Linked DNA regions of Mus musculus: all the other regions are linked to region 3. The links are chromatin contacts, called in public ChIA-PET, Hi-C, HiChIP or PLAC-seq and Micro-C maps. All regions are on one chromosome and are shown on one strand. Each heading gives the region's core, a stretch centred on a gene start, on an enhancer-like site or on the middle of the called end of the contact. The rest is flanking DNA. Distances are from core to core; before and after follow the strand shown. Region 1 holds the start of Nxph3 (neurexophilin 3). Region 2 has its middle 18 kb from the start of Nxph3. Region 3 holds the start of Phb (prohibitin). Region 4 overlaps Gm29933 (a long non-coding RNA gene). Region 5 holds the start of Spop (speckle-type BTB/POZ protein). Region 6 holds the start of 4833417C18Rik (RIKEN cDNA 4833417C18 gene).

Evidence for each region. Hi-C and Micro-C count contacts between places; a contact is called where the count stands out from the background. ChIA-PET counts read pairs in DNA pulled down with a chosen protein or histone mark. HiChIP or PLAC-seq counts read pairs in DNA pulled down with a chosen protein or histone mark.
Region 1: a contact with region 3 is called in a FOXA1 HiChIP or PLAC-seq map of pancreatic cancer cells. The contact joins the promoter of Nxph3 here to the promoter of Phb in region 3. A contact is called at or near these places in 5 of 39 promoter capture datasets (the C10 cell line, embryonic stem cells, liver and 2 more), 2 of 15 datasets of contacts at CTCF or cohesin (the NIH/3T3 cell line and embryonic stem cells), 7 of 484 Hi-C or Micro-C datasets (the C10 cell line, the CH12 cell line, the G1E-ER4 cell line and 2 more), 18 of 115 datasets of contacts at active chromatin or transcription factors (the SCID.adh cell line, craniofacial prominence, embryonic basal ganglia and 9 more) and 1 of 9 other capture datasets (adipose tissue).
Region 2: a contact with region 3 is called in a Micro-C map of embryonic stem cells, with 3 times the contacts expected there. The contact joins the enhancer-like site here to the promoter of Phb in region 3. A contact is called at or near these places in 22 of 39 promoter capture datasets (the 3T3-L1 cell line, 3T3-L1-derived adipocytes, the C10 cell line and 14 more), 5 of 15 datasets of contacts at CTCF or cohesin (the NIH/3T3 cell line, embryonic stem cells, large pre-B cells and 1 more), 131 of 484 Hi-C or Micro-C datasets (the 63-12 cell line, the AML12 cell line, the AtT-20 cell line and 72 more), 37 of 115 datasets of contacts at active chromatin or transcription factors (the 230-238 cell line, DN3 thymocytes, the NIH/3T3 cell line and 21 more) and 5 of 9 other capture datasets (adipose tissue, embryonic tail, embryonic trunk and 2 more).
Region 4: a contact with region 3 is called in an RNA polymerase II ChIA-PET map of memory CD8 T cells, with 7 read pairs. The contact joins the enhancer-like site here to the promoter of Phb in region 3. A contact is called at or near these places in 6 of 115 datasets of contacts at active chromatin or transcription factors (the 230-238 cell line, the SCID.adh cell line, bone marrow-derived macrophages and 3 more) and 3 of 9 other capture datasets (adipose tissue, liver and pancreatic islet).
Region 5: a contact with region 3 is called in a Micro-C map of embryonic stem cells, with 4 times the contacts expected there. The contact joins the promoter of Spop here to the promoter of Phb in region 3. A contact is called at or near these places in 3 of 39 promoter capture datasets (embryonic stem cells, frontonasal cranial neural crest and second pharyngeal arch cranial neural crest), 1 of 15 datasets of contacts at CTCF or cohesin (the NIH/3T3 cell line), 10 of 484 Hi-C or Micro-C datasets (the AtT-20 cell line, CD4 T cells, Th1 cells and 6 more), 9 of 115 datasets of contacts at active chromatin or transcription factors (the SCID.adh cell line, VIP interneurons, embryonic stem cells and 3 more) and 1 of 9 other capture datasets (pancreatic islet).
Region 6: a Hi-C map of forebrain shows a contact between it and region 3, with 4 times the contacts expected there. The contact joins the promoter of 4833417C18Rik here to the promoter of Phb in region 3. A contact is called at or near these places in 1 of 39 promoter capture datasets (erythroid cells), 8 of 484 Hi-C or Micro-C datasets (CD4 T cells, CD8 T cells, the G1E-ER4 cell line and 3 more), 12 of 115 datasets of contacts at active chromatin or transcription factors (the 230-238 cell line, the SCID.adh cell line, acute myeloid leukemia and 5 more) and 4 of 9 other capture datasets (adipose tissue, embryonic stem cells, liver and 1 more).

What each region holds. Positions count from the first base shown.
Region 1 is chr11:95,513,170-95,516,641 of GRCm38.p6, forward strand. Nxph3 (neurexophilin 3) reads right to left here and starts at 1,396. Exons shown (of 2, transcript NM_130858.3): 1 at 991-1,396. The coding sequence starts at 1,044.
Region 2 is chr11:95,530,968-95,534,203 of GRCm38.p6, forward strand. No RefSeq gene overlaps it. Among named protein-coding and RNA genes, the nearest start is that of Nxph3, 18 kb to the left of the region's middle. Within about 2 kb of position 1,479, at least 15 of the 459 cell types and tissues checked have an H3K27ac peak or open chromatin away from gene starts, as enhancers often do. A contact at or near this core is called in embryonic stem cells, neural stem cells and neural tube, where this site is marked.
Region 3 is chr11:95,665,231-95,668,289 of GRCm38.p6, forward strand. It overlaps Phb (prohibitin), which reads left to right and starts at 1,727. Exons shown (of 7, transcript NM_008831.4): 1 at 1,727-1,812; 2 at 2,807-2,921. The coding sequence starts at 2,834.
Region 4 is chr11:95,803,563-95,807,080 of GRCm38.p6, forward strand. The region is part of intron 3 of Gm29933 (a long non-coding RNA gene); the gene reads right to left. Among named protein-coding and RNA genes, the nearest start is that of Gm29933, 3.3 kb to the right of the region's middle. Within about 2 kb of position 1,624, at least 91 of the 459 cell types and tissues checked have an H3K27ac peak or open chromatin away from gene starts, as enhancers often do. A contact at or near this core is called in bone marrow-derived macrophages, embryonic stem cells and memory CD8 T cells, where this site is marked.
Region 5 is chr11:95,412,532-95,415,780 of GRCm38.p6, forward strand. Spop (speckle-type BTB/POZ protein) reads left to right here and starts at 1,552. Exons shown (of 10, transcript NM_001359107.1): 1 at 1,552-1,873.
Region 6 is chr11:95,857,244-95,860,545 of GRCm38.p6, forward strand. It overlaps 4833417C18Rik (RIKEN cDNA 4833417C18 gene), which reads left to right and starts at 1,574. Exons shown (of 2, transcript NR_045187.1): 1 at 1,574-1,839; 2 at 2,751-3,302. Gm38959 (a long non-coding RNA gene) reads right to left here and starts at 1,208. Exons shown (of 3, transcript XR_880173.3): 1 at 462-1,208. It overlaps n-TQttg6 (a tRNA gene), which reads right to left and starts at 2,000; the gene lies at 1,929-2,000.

The DNA of each region.
Region 1 (3,472 bases), core at 146-2,645, 150 kb before region 3:
CAAGTCCCCAGTGCCCCAGGGTCAGGAGTCAAGAAGGAAGGCTCCTGGGTTTGGGTTTAAGGCTGCCCACCTGTGCGTACTTGGCTCTAGGGTTTAACTAAATGGTTGAGACAGTCAATAGCTCAGTAGTAAAGAGGGCCACAGGAAAGGGCCAAGCAGGGAAGACATCCTCCCTAGTCCTAGAGTGGACTAGGAATGGAAGGGTTGCTGTCAATGGGAATTGTTTTGAGGAAGGGGGCCGTTCCAGTGGCGCCGAGGCGGAGGCTTCTCCAGGACAGGATTAGGGTCGGGACAGATGTGGGGCGGTGGGCGCGGGTCGCGAGAGAGTTAAGCTACAGGGTAGGGTCCAGGGTGGGGTTCCAAGGCACCCTGGGCCGCGGGGGAGCGGGGTCTGGGCGCTCAGCTCAGCTGCTTTGAGCGCCTGGGGCGGGAGCCGCCTGCCCAGGTCCTGTGGGGCTCGGGCTGCGCGCTGCCGGGAGAGGCGAGGAAAACAACAGGCGAGGAGGGAGGGAGCGAGAGGGACGGCGGGAGGCAGGGACGCGGGGGCTGCCCCCGGTCCGCCCGGGTTTGGCGCGCCAGGGCCCACAGTTCGGGATTCTCTGGGCCCCAGAGGTCAAAGAAGAATACCGCGTCCCCTGGCCGGGCAGGTCACCTGCCCCACCCCCGTTTCGCGCGTCCTGGGATGCTGCTACGAGAGGTCGGGTAATCCTTGGCTACTCAGCTTGGGGGGCCTTTTCCCTAGTGTCACTCGCACCTCCCGCGATCAGCCGCGGAGTGGGTGGGCCATCCAAGCACCCTCCTCCCCGCCCCTATTAACCCTTCCAGTCCGGCCTCTGGCCTCGGACCCGCCCTCTCCCCTAGCCTCCAGCGTTCACCGCATCCCCAGGATGCCGGGGTGGGGGGAGGGAGAAAGTTTCAGGGCTCCGCAGCTTCCCGCGCTCTCCCCATCCCCTGGCCCCCGCCCTGCGCCGCTCCCCGCGGACCACTCACCAGATAGAGGCTGCCCTGCACTAGGAACACGAAGCAGCAACGGGTCAGTTGCATCTTCCTCCTTTGCTCTCACCCGTCTCTCTTTTCCTTTCGGGGTCCCAGGCCCCCTCCGTCCCGGACTGCTCCTTCAGGCGCGCTGTCCCATGCTCCGGTCCCCGGTGGCTCGCGGCCCTCCCCTCAGCCAGTTGCTGGGACCGACCCCGCCCCCTTCGGTCCAGCTGTGCAGCCGCCGCCCCCTCCCCGAGTCCAGCTGCTCGCCGCGCGGTCCCTTCTCCCAGTCCCAGATGTGCGCCCGGAGCGTCTCGAAGGGGCTCCGGCTGAGCGGTGACTCTGCCGCTCCAGACAGGCGCTCGGCGCCCGGCTTGTTTCCAGAGGCTCGGCTCTCACCCAGATGTGCTGGGGACCTGCGCGCGCGCCCGTCCCCGGTGCTAATTCCCCAGACCAGACGGCCCCTCCCGCCCCGTCGTGGCGCGCCCCCTGGCGGACGCCCCGGGCCACGCCGAGCCGCGGCCGCCCGCTCCCCGCTCTGCGCCCCGCCAGACTGGAGCGCTCCTGGCGCCCAGGCGCCTCCCGCTTCCTCGTCCCTCCCACTGGCGGCGGCGGCGGCGGCAGGTACGGTGAGCCCAGTCGGTACCTCCGGATTTAACTCCTCCCCTGCCGGCCAGCAGCCTGGGGACCTGGGACGCCCAATTTCCAGCGTAGGGGACAGGAGGAGGGCGGAGGAGCTCTGGGTGAGGAGGCAAGAGGCTGGAAGACCGCGGATGGGGACACCAGCTTTTCCGCCCTTCTGGCAGCGCGCCTTCTTTTCTGTAGCGGGCACACGGGAATCTGTCGCTCTACCTACCTCCACCCTAGGAGTCCTAGAATTTGGAAAGACGACTCTCCCTAAATCCATTTTTAAGGGCTCAAGGATATTTACAGCGGATCACAGCTGATGGTTCCTGCAAGACTTGATGAGGGTGCTAAGGGAAGTTCTTCTAAGTGTCTAGCTCGCACCCTTTTTCCTAGCACATTCGTTCCTTTTCTTCTTAGACGACCTAAGAGCAATCAGTACGAAGCATTTGGTTGAGGCGCTGGGCTGAAGAGACCACTAGGGTCCAGGCTGGGTTCTGAGGTTGGGGTAAGGGTTTGCCTCCTGAGAAATAGAGGCATAAATGGCGTGAACAGGCCTCTCAGAGCATGTTCTTCCCTACCCATTTCCCACGGCACAGGTGTCACCAGGCGGAAAAGGGCCCCACCCCAGTGGGGTCCTAGGTTGCTCTGTTCTCTTCAAATCACCAAGACAAGAAAGATTAAGACCTAGACAAGAGATCCCAAAGGGTCAGGACCACCCTCCTGCCCTCAATGGCTAGACATCCTTCTGAGCTCTTTACAACTCCTTTGGTCTTTAGAAAAACAAAAGGTCGAATCCTAGGACCCGCATGGAGGCATTTGGAGTGGCCCCAGCCTACACTGGGTCTACCGGAAGCTCTCCACACTCTCTTCTGTGGCCCTCTGAGATCCAGTGTGGTCCCTGGCTGCAGCCCCCAGCTCACACCCAGCCTCCTCCCCCACCATCTGCCAGGCGTTGTGCGAGGAATGCAGATGAATCTTAATATCAGCCTGGGCCAAGTGCAAAGAGGGAGAGACTGCAGAAGGAGGTAGCTTGGATGAGCCCCCTGTCTCCTGGGTGCCCTGGGCCTTTCGGGCTCTTTGCAGTGTGTGTGTGTGTGTGTGTGTGTGTGTGTGTGTGTGTGTGTGTGTGTGTACTCAAAGACTGCCAAAGGCAGGGGAGGAGGAAGGAACAGGTAAAATTTTGTGTGGCCTTGGAGCTTCTGGTCCAGCTGGGAGAAAGATGCTGTTGGTCTGAGCGTGGGCAGCTAGTTCCCGCTCTCAGCTTGACAGAGACGAAGCTGGGCTCACTCCTTACTCATTCCAAGTCTTGCCCCCAGGAAAGCAGTGTGGCCCAGCAGAAGGGGTACTGTTTTCAAGCCAGACAGTCTTAGATTCCACGCCAGGCCCCAGCCCATTGTGTGACCTTGGGCAGGTTACTGCCATGCTGGGATGCCAGGTTTCAGATCTTTCCTTTGGAGGTGGGAAGAACACAGTGTGTGTCCCCAGTGCGGGCGCCATGGTTGGCGGGCACCGTGGGAGTGCAGTAAACGGAAGGGCTCGCTTTTGCACTTCCCACACATTTGCTCTGGCTGCTCTGCCTGCCACGCTTGCCCCCACTCCCCTCTTGGACACTCCTGGCTCCCACTTCAAGTTTCTTCTCTGCCTTCATCCATCAGCCAGTGGTAGAGCCTATCCTCCATACCAGGCTCCCATCCAGAGCCTGAGTTACAGAGATGAATGGGACACCATCCCTGCCCTCAAGGATCTCCTAGCCCTGTGTGTGAAAATCAATCATTATAACTCACTGGGATGCGTGCAAAGACACAGTCCCCATAGGGCCTGGAGGATGTACCCGGAGAGGTGGGGGAGGGGCAGGAAGGTCAGGGCA
Region 2 (3,236 bases), core at 229-2,728, 130 kb before region 3:
ACTAAGTTGCCCAGGCTGGCCTTGAACTCACTTTTCCCAAGGTCTACCTTGAGCTTGCAGTCCTTTTGCCTCAGCTCCTCAGAAGCTGGGACCACAGGTCTGCACCAGCAGGCCTGAGCATCTCCATCACAGGTGCCACACTCTCCTCTCCTCACAGCTCAGATCCCAGATGGGACCTTGGTCACTCAGAAGGCACTCTTCCCTGGAAACATTACCAGAAAGGTAGACCTGTAGTTTACAGCTAAGGGGAGGTCACGGCATCTCCCTGCCCCTTAAGATGCCTGTATAGGGCTGGAGAGATGACTCACTGATTGCTCTTCCAGAGGTCCTGAGTTCAATTCCTAGCAACCACATGGTGGCTCACAACCACCTTTAATGGGATCCAATGCCCTCTTCTGGTGCATCTGAAGACAGCTACATTATACTCGTATACATTAAATAAATAATATATTTTTAAAAAGATGTCTGTATAGGAGCTGGAGTAATGGCTCAGTGATTAAGAGCACTTCCTGCTCTTTTAGAGGACCGGTGTTCAATTCTCATGCTAACTCACAATTGTCTGTAGCCCCAGTTCCAGGGGATCTGACACCTTCACACAGACATACATTAGGGCAAAACGCCAATGCACATGAAAAAGTAATTTCAAAAAGATATCTGTCTAATTTGTTTAGAACTCTGTCCCATTTATTGATGTAGCCAGGCACTTCCAGTGTCAATACGAACCATGTGGACATTTACAGCTAATATGGGTTCTGATCCAATTTAATTTTGGTGCTCACTGTACTGTGTTGTTTATCAATCAGTAAGTAAGGGTGGGGGTGGGGTGGGGAGGGTGGGTGGGGAGGGTTGGGGGTGGCCGAGAGAGTGAAGAGCTGTCACTCCAGCATCTTCCTGATGCCATGGCTGCCTGACAGGGCCTGGAGAGCTTGCTCTGTCCCTCCAGTTTCGGGGAATCAATTTTTCTCTTCTGATCTCAGGCAGGCTATGCAAGCATATGCATATGGCACAACGCTCATATGCATAAAACAAATAAATCTGAATATATATATATATATATATATATATATATATATATTTGGATTTTTGAGACAGGGTTTCTCTGTATAGCCCTGGCTGTCCTGGAACTCACTCTGTAGACCAGGCTGGCCTCGAACTGCCTGCCTCTGCCTCCCGAGTGCTGGGATTAAAGGCGTGTGCCACCACGCCCGGCCAAATCTGAATTCTTAAAAAAACACCCTGACAATAGAAGCTTACTAGAGAAAGGGTTTGTTTTAGCTCACAGCTCAAGCTACAGTCCATCATGGCGGAAATCAAGGCAGCAGGAGCTTGAGGTACCTGGTCACATGGTGTCCAGTCACAAAGAGGCCTGAGTGCACAGGGCTACTTGGCTAGGTTTCCTTTGTGCAGTCTAGAATCCCATGAAAGGGTCACACCCACAGTGGGCCAGCCTTCTCGGTTCATTTAACCAAACCAAGATGGCTACCTCCGACCCCCCAGGCACACCCTGAGGCTCTGCTCCTAGCTGGTTTTAGGTCCTGCCACTAAGTGACAACACTAATCATTCCAGAGAGGGGTGGAGCCAAAGATTGGAGCGTGGAAGTTCTGAAAAGTCAAAGAACTAAAAAACAGCAATGTAAATGGCTTTTTACAAAGAGGGTATCAACTACCATCTCTCTCATTTGTCACCTGGCAGCCATACTGCTCCGCCCCCTAGCTAGTCTCCACCCAGTGGATTCCCTAGTCCACTGGTTCTCAGACTTCCTAATGCGGAGCCTCTTTAATACGGTTCCTCACGTTGTGGTGATCCCCAACCGTACGATTTTATCGTTGCTACTTCATAACTGTAATCTTGATAATATTATGAATTGTAATGTAAATACTTGATATGGGACTCCAGGGGGTCGGGACCCACAGGTTGAGAAACACTGCCCTGGCATCCTTAGGAAACATGTACAGTGGTCCCTACACTACCCTGTGTAGATAGAACGTTCAGACTCAGTGTGGTGACCCACTGTGCCTTCCCTTGGGGGCTCCAGTCAAATGTCGTTCTTCAGAGAGCCCCACTTAAGGCAACAGTGCCTGTCCAAGGCCCTTTGGCTCCTGTCCATCTGCCCATAGAGAATTTGAGGTATTGGCCATCTTCCCCTCCCGCACGAGTCTTTGGGTCCAGAAGGCGGTGGATACCTGTGTTGGTGGCCGACTGTGTAGCCAGTGCTTTGATCAAATCATCAGGCCATCAGGTGGCCCAGCCCCCAGAGGCACCCTGTGTTCTGCTGTGAGCTGGGGAGAGGAGAGCTGGTAACCGCATCTTTACACGGCTTTGGTTTGTTTAAGCGATTACAGAGAACATGTAGTACGTTGACTTATAATTAAAAAGAAAATCCAATAAAGTTAATAAAAAAAGAAATTAAAGTTTTCATTTCCTGGGGACTAAACAAGAATGCAGCAGAAGGGAGCACAGGTGTCTCCTGAGGCTGGTGGATTGGCGGAGTGGAGAGTGCTGGAGGGCGTGGTTGAGTGGAGGGGTGAGAGAGACAGGAGGGGCTGGAATTGAGACTGTGGGGCTGTGTGTCCGGAGGGCTGGGAGGCGAAAGTAGAGGCTGGGAGCCATCGAAGCTGAGATGTACAGTCGGTTTCATGCGGGTTCATTGTGGGATGACTGACAGGGAATGTGGCTTGTGGAGGTGGCGAAGGCTGGCCACCCCGGGACACCACCACTGGACCGTGGACAGCCTGTGGTACACACATATATACATGTCTGTGTCCTCAGAGCCTTTTGGCGTTATTCGTGTCTCATTTCTCCAGCGATAAAATAGAGGTTGGCACAATATGCCAAGGGTCTTCCAGTGTGGATGTCTGCCTCAAAGGATGCTGAGTCCTGAGATCTGTTGGAAATGAGGTTGGGTTAGAGTGCTGTTGGAGGAGTATTCCCACACTTGAGACAGAGGCTCCCCAGTAGGAGGCTCTGCCTCTGGCCAGCAGGGGGCGCTGCGATGCCGCGGCATTGCCCGTTGCTCGGTATGGACGCTGGACTTGCACGCCAGCTGTCCACTGCCTCTTGCCTGAAGGGATCTTTGCCTCTGACCACTCAGGTCGAGCCACGATGTCCAGCGGCACTCCGGTGTCTGCTTCTTTGGGTCGAAGAGATGAGGCTGGGTCAGGAGCCTGTCAAAAATCATTCCTTCCATGCCCCAGGCTCCTCTCTTGGAGTTTCACAGCCAGGTCTCTCTGGCTCT
Region 3 (3,059 bases), core at 477-2,976:
TTGCCCATTTGAGTTATGTAACATCATTCACACTTTTTTTTTTTGGTTTTTCGAGACCTTTCTCTGTGTGTCGTCCTGGCTGTCTTGGAACTCACTCTGTAGACCAGGCTGGCCTCAAACTCAGAAATCTACCTGCCTCTGCCTCCCAAGTGCTGGGATTAAAGGCATGCACCACCACTGCCCGGCCATCACACTTTTTTTTTTCTAACAAAATGTATTTGTTTTATTAATTTTAAGTATTTCACTTATATTCACCACCTTATTTACCCTCCCCAGGCCCTTCCAGTCTCTCTTCCACCCCAATAGTCTTCCTTGTGTCTTCACATTCTCTCTCTCTCTCCCTCTCTCCCTCTCTCTCTCTCTCTCAGATGCCACCTGCTTCTGCCTCCTGGGTGCTGGGATTGAAGTCGTGCACCACTGCACCTAGCTTGCTTTCATGTTCGTTCGTTCGTTTTCTTTCTTCCTTTCTTTTAAATGTATATCTGGCTTCTTATATTTTAATAAGAAATAAATACCGATTGCAAATTTAAAATTGCATTTTATCTTTTAAATAAAAGTTAAGCTAAGAATAAGGAGCAGGTCTTTCTTAGAAGTCCAATGCACTATCCATTGCGCCACAGTGCCAGGGGTTTTCATGTTCTTTACAGATATTCTCAGGAGAGTTTGTATTTCGGGAGCAACAAGCCCAAAAAAATAAACTACTTCATTTTAGATTTGTGTCATGGAGAGGAATGCTATAAAAGTCACTATTTGCTTAATTGGCAAAATTGGAATGCAGACATGGATAATATTTACTTAAGTAAAAGGATAGTAGCCGGGCGTGGTGGCGGACGCTTTAATCCCAGCACTTGGGAGCCAGAGGCAGGCGGATTTCTGAATTCGAGGCCAGCCTGGTCTATAGAGTGAGTTCCAGGACAGCTAGGGCTACACAGAGAAACCCTGTCTCGAAAACAAACAAACAAACAAAAACAAAAAACAAAACAAAACAAAAAGTAAGAGGATAGATATCCTTGATCTTAGAGAATAGTAGGAGAAAGAGAAAAGTGGAGGGAGGCGAGGAGATGGAACAAAAACAACAACAAATACGCAAATTGTTGACAACAGGTGAACTTGAGAAGCCATACACATGATCTCCGTCCCTTTTTTGCAATTCCTCGAATATAACTTGGAAAAAAAGATGCCCAGAGATTTAGACCCTAAATCAAGAGCCTTTACTGAAGTATTGCAAGACCTGAATGACCGACTCCCTTCCTCTTCTTTCTAAGCCGTTTTTAAGGTTATGGAGTGGCTTGGAAGATCAACATCTTACGTCCCTGAGGGCTGTCCTTAACTTCCCTAGCAGTCTCTCAGTGCATGAATTATTTTACCTCACCTTTATCCAAAATGCCCACCCATTCCTTCACCACCTTGTGATTTCCTCTACCAAGTGGAAGCCCAACTCCTTTCCGATCCAGTCTGCTTCCGGCTTCTGGAACCACCTCCTTGAGGAATAGGCACGTGCATATATTACCAAGGAACTACAACTCCCGAAAGGCTTTGCGGCAACATCCCATCCGTTCTCACCAGTCAGAAACGGGTTTCCTGAAAGAGCCCGTTGCTGCATGATCTTTTGGGAGTTGTAGTTGACCTCATTAAAGCCACAGAGCCCGCGGAAGACTGCAAAACACGTTTCCCAGAATGCACGTCGCTCGGCTTCACCAATTGAAGGGTCGGATCTTGAAGAGGCGGGGGTCGGGGGGGGGGGAGGAGCTGCCTGGCGCACGCGCAGTATCCGGAGCTGGGGAATTCATGTGGAGGTCAGAGTGAAAGCAGGTAAGCGTGGTAGGAGCGGTAGAGGCCTCTGGTCCTATGTCCCTGTAGCCTGCCTCTGCTTTCCTATGTACAATGAGGGCATGGGATGCATGTGTGGGTACGCCTAGTGGAGAAGGGGGAAATCTCGGTCCAGAAGGAGTTAGGAATGTGCAAGGGGAGGGGACAGGATGAGGAAAAATCCAGAAGCTGGTGGAGTAAAAAGAGCTGGATGTCAGAGACAGAGGATAAATGTGCATGGAGAAATCCCGATACACAAGCAGTTGAAGTCTGAGAAAGGGGAGGGCGAGTTTGAGGATTGTACCAAGGGTGACGCAGGGGCGGGACATTAAAAAGTTCAAGGCTAACTGGTTTCTAGTTTGTCAGCTACGTGCCCCCACCCGTCCCGCCGCAGCCCCACCTCCAGTCCTTCACCGCTCTGCCTCGCTGCACCCCTGCCAGCCCCTGCTTTCCTATTAACTGGTATGGGGAGGAGTTCTACAATGTCTTCTAGAATTCGGTCTTCTCATTCTAACCCTGGTTCTACTACTTAAGAGTATAACCTCTCTATGCACTTCAGCAGTCATAACCTTCATAAAGTAACTGAAGGTTAAACAAGGCTGTCGGAGACCGTGTAACTTAAATGTTAACAGAAATTGCCCTTTTTGTTGTTGGCTTCAGCCGTGTAGCACCGGTCTCGCTTGTGGCCTATTGGTCTAGGAAAAGGGAGTGTGGTTTTTCTGTGTACTAAGTTCCTCGTGGGTACAAAGCACCGTTCCTACGCTGAGCCAAGTGTCGCAGACTCTTTCTCTGAATGGTTGTAAAGAAACACGTCCACAAACGCAGACATGATCTACAGTTTGCAAGGTGGTCAGTGTTATGGGGCGTTCAGTGAGTGAGTTTGGGCCCACAGGTGTAGACATATGAAAATGTATGTTGAGACATGAACTCTGTGCCTCAGAGCGGGCTTTCTCTGAGAATCTGGTGTCAAAGTGTTTTATGTTTACCCCGTGTTTAGGTGTGAGTGGAAGCAACAGAAGGAGTCATGGCTGCCAAAGTGTTTGAGTCCATTGGAAAGTTCGGCCTGGCGTTGGCAGTTGCAGGAGGCGTGGTGAACTCTGCTTTGTATAATGGTGAGGCGCGGAAGAGCTTTCTGCATAGTTTCTGTTGATCTGCATAGCCCATGTGTCATTCCTTTTAAAAAAAAAAAAAGATTTATTTATTTTATTTATATGAGTACACTGTCGCTGTCTTCAGACCCACCAGCAGAG
Region 4 (3,518 bases), core at 374-2,873, 140 kb after region 3:
TATGGATGTAGACCTCTGAGCTACCTCTCCAGCACCATGTCTTCCTTCATGCCACTATGCTTCCCAACACAGTGATAATGGACTAAACCTCTCAACTGTAAACCAGCCCCAAGTAAATGTCTTCCTTTGTAAGTATTGCCATGGCGTCTCTTCATAGCAATTAAAACCCTAAGACAACCAGTGTTGTACAGACCCCATGTGTGTGCCTGTGTGTGGGTCCTTATTAACAAACCCCTCTTCCAAATGGAGTTGACCTGGTAACACACTTGTGAAATAAAGCATGCAGAGTCCCCTCTGTTGCAGTGACCAGGGTGGACAAGGATCCTTACAGCAACTCCCTTCCCCTACTCTTTGTCAAGAAGAAGTTTAAAAGTAGTTCCTCCTGTTACAGGATGTTTGAACCTGTTTCTAGTTAGGGTGTGGCTCAGACTTTAGCATACACCATTAATCCCTCTGGCTGTAAAATACAGACATGCCCTTAGTAGATACCTATAATCCCAAATAATGAAGGTAAAGTTAGTTTGTAAAGGGAAGCAACCATGTTTGAAAGTGATGTCTAATTGAGTGGCAGACAAAGAGATGAATCAGAGAAAGATTTGACATGTCCAACTCTCACAAGGAAAGGGAAGCTACTTAAGAGAGAGACAGCACAGGAGAAGAGAGTATAGCCCAGGAATACAGTAGCGCTTGTGGAGACAGCACAGTGGAGTTGAGAGGGAGAGTAGAGCAGCAGAGAGGGAGGCAGAGACAGATTTACCAGGAGAGTTTTACAGAGACAGATTGAAGAGAGAACAAGTTAGACACAGGTGAAGACAGACAAGCAAGAGAATGGGAAGGAGCCAGTAGATTAGAAAAAAAAAAGATTGCTAGAGTTAGTTCGAAGCCAAGCAGAGCAATTCAGAGGCAAAGAGAAGTGCCAGATTGAGTCAGCTTGGAGAGGAGTTTGAGCCAGAAGAGCTGAGTTGAACCAGCCAGCTAGAATCAAGAAAGAACAAGAAGGGCGAGCTTACTCAACAGCAATTCTCAGAGGCCGAGAGCATTTTTTTTTTTGCCTAGGTAAACTTGTACAGAGCTCGAAGCTTCCAGGCCTAGGCCTAGGTTAGCAGACGAGGCAGTCAGCTCAGAGGTGACAAATGATCCAGGAGAATAAGGGCTCCATATGCAGCCTCCCTTCCTGTTTTCAGTTTAGCTGGAGAGAGAAGAGCTACAAAGAAGGGACCAATGGCCTTTGGCAGGTATGAGAACATGGTCAAAGAGAGACAGAAGTTCTCTCCATATGCTCCGACAGGAGAGAAGAGAAGCTGGGCAAAATGAGGAGCAGAGAAGATATGCCTCAGCCCCTTTGGGCCACAGATTGGAGTCTGAGCCCTAGCCCCCAGCTCAACACGTGCAACTGGTTTGAGAGGCAAGAGCCAGAGTTCACAATGATCTCACACCCAAACTTTCTGTCCATCATCCATCAACTCTGCTTTCCTCTAAGTGACAACTCCATCCATCCAGTGTCCCCATGGCTCCCTGCAATCCAGGCTGGGTTCCCATGGCTCTCGAACACCCCTGGGGTTCCTGCCTGAGTCCTTGCACTTCCCTTTGCAGAAAGCCACTTCCCTTCACGTCTGCAAGGTTGCACCCACTTCCCGCCCTGTGCTCAGCATCCTGTCAGGGTAGGTTCCTCTACTTCCGGATAGGTAAAGGTCACCTGTGCCTTTGGTTGCTTCATGTTTCCCACAGTATCTGTGATCGTATGGTATCTGCACACTCCCCAAGCACTTCCCTTTGGAAAGGAGCTCCCTGGTGTCCAGGATAGAACCAGATACAGGTGGTTCACCCTGGGCATCAGCTCATGAATAACATGAGTGACTCCCCTTAACAGCCCTCAGAGACTCCTCCAGAGCACTCACAGGGTCCAGGAGCTTGGTCTCATGGACCTTGGCATTCCTGCTGTCTGTTACTGGGCTGCAGGCAGTTAGAAAGGCACAAGGGTAAATCTCACAGGACAGTGTCAGGTGCCAGGTTGAAACAGTGCCTCATCTCACCATGGGGCTGATAGGGAACCTAGTGGGAGGGGGAAGGAAGGCCTCCTGCAGAAAGGGAGTGTCACAGGGCTCCAGAGGAGCAGGTAGAGAGAGGGTGTGGTCTCTGCCCTCAGCTGCCAACTCACAGCAGATACCAAGCTGGGGGATTAGAGGACAGCAACAGCTGTCAGAACCCAATGTCCGCAAAGCTTCAGACCTGCTGTCCCCTCCCTCCCATTTCCGGGCTCTGTGCCCTTAACCTGCCCTTGGTTCCCCAGATGAGTCATCAAGTTCCAGCCCCTAGGGTTCCTTGCAGCACATCCCTAGGGGAAGTTGAGAGGCTCATGCACGCCATTAAGAAATAGGCACAGGAGGGCAGGAGGCTCTAAAGCCATCCGCAGCCTGGGTGAGGGTTACCCAGGGCCCAGTCCTTGCCTGTTGAAGCCTCCAGTCTAGGAGACAACCAAAGCTCAGCTGAAACCCAGCAGCTCAGCTAACAGGCAGTTTGAAAGCAAAGACAAAACAAAACAACAGCAAACAAACAAACAAAAACCTCCACAAAACAAACAACAAAACAAACCAACCCTCAAAAAGAATGAAAACAGGTGTGTACTCTGCTTGAAACTACCTCTTTGATGAAAACCAAATATCTCCAAAAAATAACAAGGGAAGAGGGAGGCAAGATGGTGTAGCGGGTGAAGGTGCTTGCTGCCAAACCTTGACAAAGTGAGTTCAATTCCCTGGGACCCACACAGTAGAAGAAGTGAACCAGCTCCCTCTAGAAACGGTGCACCATGGCCTATGTGCGTACACATAGACACATACACACACACTAAACATAAGTGAAATAATAAAAATGTTAAGAAGGATACACAAAGGCATTAATTCTCACTTTAAAGATGCTGTGTGGGAAACTAGGTGAGCTGCACTGGCATCATTGCCCCTTTGAATATTCAACTTCCACGGGTAGGAAGATGGCTCCACAGTTAAGATCACTGACTCCTCTTCCAGAGGACCTGGGTTTGATTCCCAGCACCCATATTGTAGCTCACAACATCTGCAACTCTAGTTTGAGGGGATCTGATGTCCTCTTCTGGTCTCCATAGGCACCAGACACACATGTGGTGTACATGCAGACAATACACCTGCCTTAGTTAGGGTTTTACTCCCTGAACAGACACCATGACCAAGGCAAGTCTTAGAAAAAACATTTCATTTGGGGCTGGCTTACAGGTTCAGAGGTTCAGTCCAGGATCATCAAGGTGGGAGCACGGCAGAGTCCAGGCAGGCATGGTGCAGGCAGAGCTGAGAGTTCTACATGTTCATCTAAAGGCTGTTAGTGGAAGACTCACTTTCAGGCAGCTAGGGTGAGGGTCTTAAGACCATACCTACAGTGACACACCTACTCCAACAGGGCCACACCTCCTAATAGTTCCACTCCCTGGACCAAGCATATACAAACCATCACAACACCCATACTCAGTAAACAGTAAGTCCAAAATATTT
Region 5 (3,249 bases), core at 302-2,801, 250 kb before region 3:
CCCTCAAAATAAAGCAGAGAAAAAAAAAACCAATAAGAGCAATTTCATCTAGAATCTAGGTTGTGTAAGGCCCCAAGGGTTTGGAAGGTTTTGCTTATAATTCCTAGGATATTTCATATGGGGATTACGGGGTCTGCTTCTATACTTGAAAGTGGAAAGCCTCCCGGCACTGTCGGGGTTCTTTCCAAACCCAGTGGCTTGGTTCCTGGGCTGCCAGCCTTCCCTGCTGAACAGGCTCACCAGCCACTGGGTGCCAAGGAGCATGTGGCAAGAGATAGGAGCAGAGTCTCCTGGAGACTGTCCCAAGGCCTGGAAAGCAGTAGGGTGCCAGGAAGCAGCTCTCAATTAGGCTGCAACCCTGTTACCTCATGACCCACAGGGTCACTGGGTTGATCTCTCAGAGCTAGGTGTGTGCTTGATATGTGTATGCAAGAGGCAGTCTGCTTTTGCTTTTGAGAGCTTGATTCAGTAATAAAATATTTTCTTTTAAGTTTAAGGTAATCGAAGAATGTAACACAAAGATGACTGTTTTCTTCCAGGGCCAAGATGCTCTGAGACAATTCTACCCAACTCCAGAATCACTTTTGGTCCATGGGAGCTAAGACATGAGACAGACTGGGGACCCGGATGGCTTAGCCAAGGAATTGTCACAGAATCAGCTTCCTCTCCATTGGGTCTCTCTCTCTCTCTCTCTCTCTCTCTCTCTCTCTCTCTCTCTCTCTCACACACACACACACACACACACACACCCCTTCTGCCTTTCCCAGAAAGAACAGCTCTTTGGTTATTGTTGTCAAATGCTAATTTATTTAGTTTTCAAGACGCGGTATCACCTTGTAATTCTAGCTGACTGTGAACTCAGTAAGTAGACCAAGCTGGCCTTAAATTCACAGAGCTTCTCCTGCCTCTGCCTCCCGAGTTCTGGGGTTAAAGGTGTGCCTCACAGTACTCTAGCAAAGTACCTTATAAATGTTAGCATTTGCAGGCTAGGCTTATTGGACATGGATCTCTATGAATTTAAGGCCAGCCTGTCAACAAAGAGAGTGCTAGGTCAACCAATCCTATAGAGCAAGACCCTATTTCAAAAAATAAAACAAACTAAAACACATGTTAAAAGTTCTTTAAAAAGTATTTTAGCTGAGAGTTGCCTAAAAAAGAAAGTAAGAGCTAAGTCATCGGTAATCCACAAACTGCACAACTAGGTTTCAGTTGCGAAATGCCTGTTGCTGCTCCACCCACCCGGTCCCTGGATCTCAGCTTCCTTCCTCCATTCTGGCCTCGCACCTCAGCGCGAACTTCTGCGCGCTGCACGCGACCCCCTCCGAGTTCCCGCCTCTTTCCACTCTGGCTCCGCCTTCCGCCCAAATTCCCGGGCCCTGGCACCACCTCGCGACGCTTGCGCACTAGGGAAGGTAGGCGGAGTCTTAAAAGAGGAGGAGCTGGAGAGTCTTGAGCGGGACGGGGTGGGGCGGGGCAGGACGGGGCGGGGCGAGGCGGGGTGGGGCGGGGCGGGAAGCTGGGGGGAGGAGGCCGCGCGGGGTGGGGCCCGGCGGGTACGCGCTCGCTGCGTCGACGTGCTGACGACAGGACGCCCAGGCCGGTGTGTGTCGGTGTGTATGTGTGTGTGTGTGTGTGTGTATGTGTGTGTGTGTGTGTGTGTGTGGTGTGTGTGTGTGTGGTGTGTGTGTGTGTGTGGTGTGTGTGTGTGTATGTGTGTATGTGTGTGTGTGTATGTGTGTGTATGTGTTTGTATGTGTGTGCGCGCTCCAAGAGTGTATTTGTGTATCGGCGGTCCCGCAGGTCCCGGATGTTGCGGGCAGTATGAGGCGAGCGCAGGGGGACAGGGACCAGCAGCTGTCGCCGCCGTTCTCAGGTGAGTGTGTGTATGTGTGTGTCAAGAGTCGAAGAAGGGGTTGGCCTGTTGGGGTGCGGGGTTTTTCCTTGAGAAGTGACTAAACCCTCCCCCACAACACACACTTTTCCTAATGTACTATTCTCTGCCCCATTTCCTATGTTGGTTTCCTGGCCCGAGGAAGCCAGAGCCTAGTCAGCCGTCCGTTCTTCCTACCTCAAGCATTCTGGAAACACAAACGCGCCCCCTGCCTCCTGCCTCCCTCACCATCATATCCCCAACCCCATCCCCCTTGCCAAATAGTGAGCTGTCGCCTGCGGCGAGATGGGGAACTGCGCATGCTCGAATGTGAAGGAGCTCCGGGTGCCTGGTCGCTGCTTCAGGACGCATGCGCATTGCTGTTTTGCAGGGACCTGCGGGATAAAGAGCCCCTTGACCACGAGCCCGCCTTCTTCGCTAGACTTGCCACCCAATAGTGAGCTTGTCGCTCCGATCCGAGAGGGAGAATTTAAATTATGCGAGGGATTTAAGGACAAAGCACTATTTGCATCTGGTGTTGCCCTAGAGACTCCCAGGCTACCAACGCCTCCTAGAGCCAACGTGTCCCACGCTGACCCTTCTTTTTGAAACTTAACTGCTACTTCTACTTCTAGTATTACTTCCCTTTCCACCACTCCCGTCGTCATGCTGAAACCTTACTACAAACTTCCCCTAAGTTTAGGAGTAAGTCCAACTCGTTATTCTGGCAGGGGATTTTGATAGTCTTGTTAAAAAGGATTTGTTAAAAGGTCCATTAAAAAAGAAACTAAGGTGGGAATTTCTCTTTAGTAAAATTCTGAGTTGCCTTTACAGAGTAGCTAAGGAAGGGATAAGTGCCACACACAGACTTGAGGTAACAACAAAACAGAAATCAAGCTGTCAATCAGTAGCTTCATTTCAGCCCTTTTACTTAGTGGGACCTTTTTGGTTCATTGTGTGTGTGTGTGTAAGTTCTTCCATAGCGTTTCAGTTTAGTTATACATTTAGTTGTACAGTTTAGTTGTACATTCTGTGACAATATGGAAACAGGGGTAATCAGAAACAATTGAACAACTTGTCCAGAAGTATTAGTTTCAAATAATTTGAGCACTAATTCTTTCATATTGGCAAGTTCCAAAAAATTAAAATGAGGAACTTTACAAAAATATTCCAGTGACTTAGGTCCCAGAGTTTTAGCTGACAGACTGCAGTTGGTTCTTTAGTTTGGTGCTGTGCCATCCCTCTTAGAAACTTTGTCTTAGCTCTACCATGTAGGGAAAAAGATGTTTTATTTGTTTTTGATATAGTCAAGTTGTTATGTAGCCATGACTGGCATGGAATTCCCTATGAAGACCATGCTGGTCTCAAGACTGTATTCA
Region 6 (3,302 bases), core at 324-2,823, 190 kb after region 3:
TGGTTTTTCGAGACAGGGTTTCTCTGTGTAGCCCTAGCTGTCTTGGAACTCACTCTGTAGACCAAGCTGGCCTCGAACTCAGAAATCCGCCTGCCTCTGCCTTCCAAGTGCTGGGATTAAAGGCGTGCATATGTTGGTATGAATGTGGAAGCCAGGGTCAATGTGAGGTGTTTTCTTTCTTTCTAAAGACAGGTTCTCTCATTGGCTGGCCAATGACCCTTCTGCCTTCACTTCCCCAGCATTAGGACTACAATCCCCAGCATGCCCAGCTCTGACATGAGTTCTGTGGATGGAGCTCAGGTCCAGCATGGTTGCATGCAAGCTCTTTACCTGCTGAGCTATGCCCCTAGCACAGGTTTTGCTATTTTTCGGCAGGCAGTTTTCTTACAGGCTTTGAGAATTTATTTAGATTTATTTGCTATTTATGCATTACACATGCATATCCCTAGTCTGTGGCTTACCTTTTCTCTTAGTATGCCAGGCCCTGAGTGCCTTGCAGTTCACCATTGAGCAACAGGCCCAGATATTTTCACTCTTCTGATGGTACTTGGAGTAGCACAGTCCTCGTCTGTGCGTTTTATTCGGGCTTTGTTTAAACTGAGGTGTAGGCATTCCCCTATGTCGTCAGCCAAGCTCACCGCTTCTGTCACTTTCAGGTCAACAATTCTCTTGGGACTTTCTGCTGTGTTTAGTGTTAACAAGAATCCGATTTCATATTCTTTCCCTATAAGCAAGCACACAGCAGGATGTCAAGTAGGTCCTTTCCCCTAACTCTGTTGTGCTACCTTTTATTATTATTTAAATTTGTGACACCTTTGTTATTATAAACTATGCATAAAGGTGAGGCTGCATCTTGCTTCCCTATTCTGTTCCATCGGTATGTTTATCCATCCAGACATTATCTTAATTTCTTTAATGTACAGTTAACAAGCATCTTTATTTTCTGGTAGCGCAAGTGTGCCTCCTCTCACGTCTTGATCTTTTTGAGGTTGCGATGGTTCATTCAAACTGATCCATTCAGATGTTTTAAAGAGTGCGTGGGTTGTGTCTGCAAGAGGCATGCTTAGAGAATTAATCGGAGAGTCGGGAGAGGCTCCTTTTGGTTTCCATGGCATCCTCCCAAGGGTGAGAACCTATAGCCACCGTGCCAATCACTCTGTAGGGAGACCATAATGCGTCAGCAGGCTCCCTCGTCATTTATCCCACAGGGACGAACACAAATCCCAGATCTTAATCCAAAGAAGATACAATACTCCCTGTACATATTTTCCACCCGCGGCGCGATGCAGCTAAAGAAATCCTTAGCGATTCCTGCCCTTCTCTCGGAGAAACACCTCATGGACGGTGAGAAACTGTACTGATCGCCTGCCAGCCTGACTAAGTGACTGTTGTCTAATTGAAACACAACCTCGCTGGGTGAGCAATGCAGAACCAAAACACGGGTTTATGACCCCTAAACGCACAAGCCTCGGGGAATCGCTCTCTTGTACCCAATCAGAGGTCCCCTGGCACCACTTACCCGCCCCCCGGCCCCGTCCGGCCACTTCATTCGCGGCTCACAAAGCAATCCTACCGCGCGTTCTGCACAGCAGCCAATCAGAGGGTAGGGGGCGGGGACTCCGAGGCGCGGTGTGTGCAGCGGTACTCAGACAGGAAAGCCTCGGGATCCTTCGGGTTCTTTCGTTTTCCCTCCTGGGTAAAGTTATGTTCAGTCTTCCATCAACTCGTTTATTTTTCCGCCCGACTCGGCGCGCGTGCGCAGTGCCTCCCAGCCCAGGCTGTTCCTGAAATGTAATCGTGTTGAGACACAGGGAGGGAAGCTGAACGTCCATTCTACAGGTCAGTGCATTCCCTGCGGAGGCTCGGGTTGGTTGCTACTTCCTGCAGGCCCCAAAACAGGGATTCTAAGGCCAAAAAAAGGTTCAGTGAGGTCCCACCGAGATTTGAACTCGGATCGCTGGATTCAAAGTCCAGAGTGCTAACCATTACACCATGGGACCTGCTGGCGGCTTAAGGCGCCCGGCAGCCTTCTCAAGCCACATGACGTTGGGCAACCTTTTCTAAGCTTCGCTACACTTGGCTTGGGCCCGTGGCCGGTGGCCGCGATGGCGGGCAGACACGGAACCACCGAGATTCTCATGTCCTTACGAATTCCAAACGTTCATGGGCCCCGAGGTGTCTGTCACCTCTTCCGGTGATCCTCCAAGGGTCCCGGCTCTTGACCCCAAGTCTCGAGGGCGGCTGGTCGTCCGATCGGACCAAGTCCGGAGAAAGCCGGCTCCGGTCCCGGACTCCGGGCAGGAGGTTCGGCGCACGCAGCCTGGGCTTTCTACTTGTTTTCTGCGTTTATATCAGGAGGGCTGTGGCTAGGACGCTTTGGCCCAGCGGGGAAGGACGCGGACTGGCACGTGGTGGCACAGCCGTTCAAACCCCGGACGAAACCTGGGGTACAGACGGGGATGCTGGAGAGTGCGCCGCACGTGGATGCCGCAGCCCCTGCTCCGCGCTATGCAAATTATCTGTAGGGAGATTGGCGCTTCCAATTCAGCACTTCCCCCCGCGCTTCAAAAGGCCGGACTACCGAAACTTCTAGTGTGCCGATCCTTAGAAAAACCCAGTCAGAATTTTAACAACAGACACCCACCATTCAACACACCACGCGCACACACACACATATCCCGCAAAACAACAACAAAATCCCCACTTCTGCACTGTCTAGTCTTTCATTTTCCCTAAATGTGTTTCTGCAGGTCAGTCAACACTTTGACTCAGCAGTTCACCTTCGGAGCATTACCCTAGTGGACATCCATCTGTGCCTCGAGGCTGCTTCAAGGATGCTCTGGACTATGTATTGTTTATTATAATATAGTGAGGCTTGGCCCCATAATGATGGCTATTGTATAAGTCCTCTACAAGAGTTTAAGAAATAACCTGTGTGCGAGGCTCAGATAAGCACTAGGGACACCAGGAATGTTAACTACACAGGAATGTCTGTTTAGTGAGAGAGATGTATGACGTGTCTTCTGCCCAGAAGGCTGGGAGCAGATGTGGGTAATGGCCTGTGACCTGAGACTGATAGGCTGAGATCTCACCAGTTCCTCCCTGGACTCTTATCGGTGAGCATGTTTTTCTCAGTCTATAGAAACTATCTTTCTGGAAGATGTCACATGTACTTTACAAAGAGTTCCAGTGCAGTGGTGTCCTAAGCTGTGCTGTGCACAGGTGATTGGGTTAATTATCACCAGGTAAGTTTTCACCAAATAAACTACTTGGGGTCAGGCTTGCAAAGTTTGAACCAACAC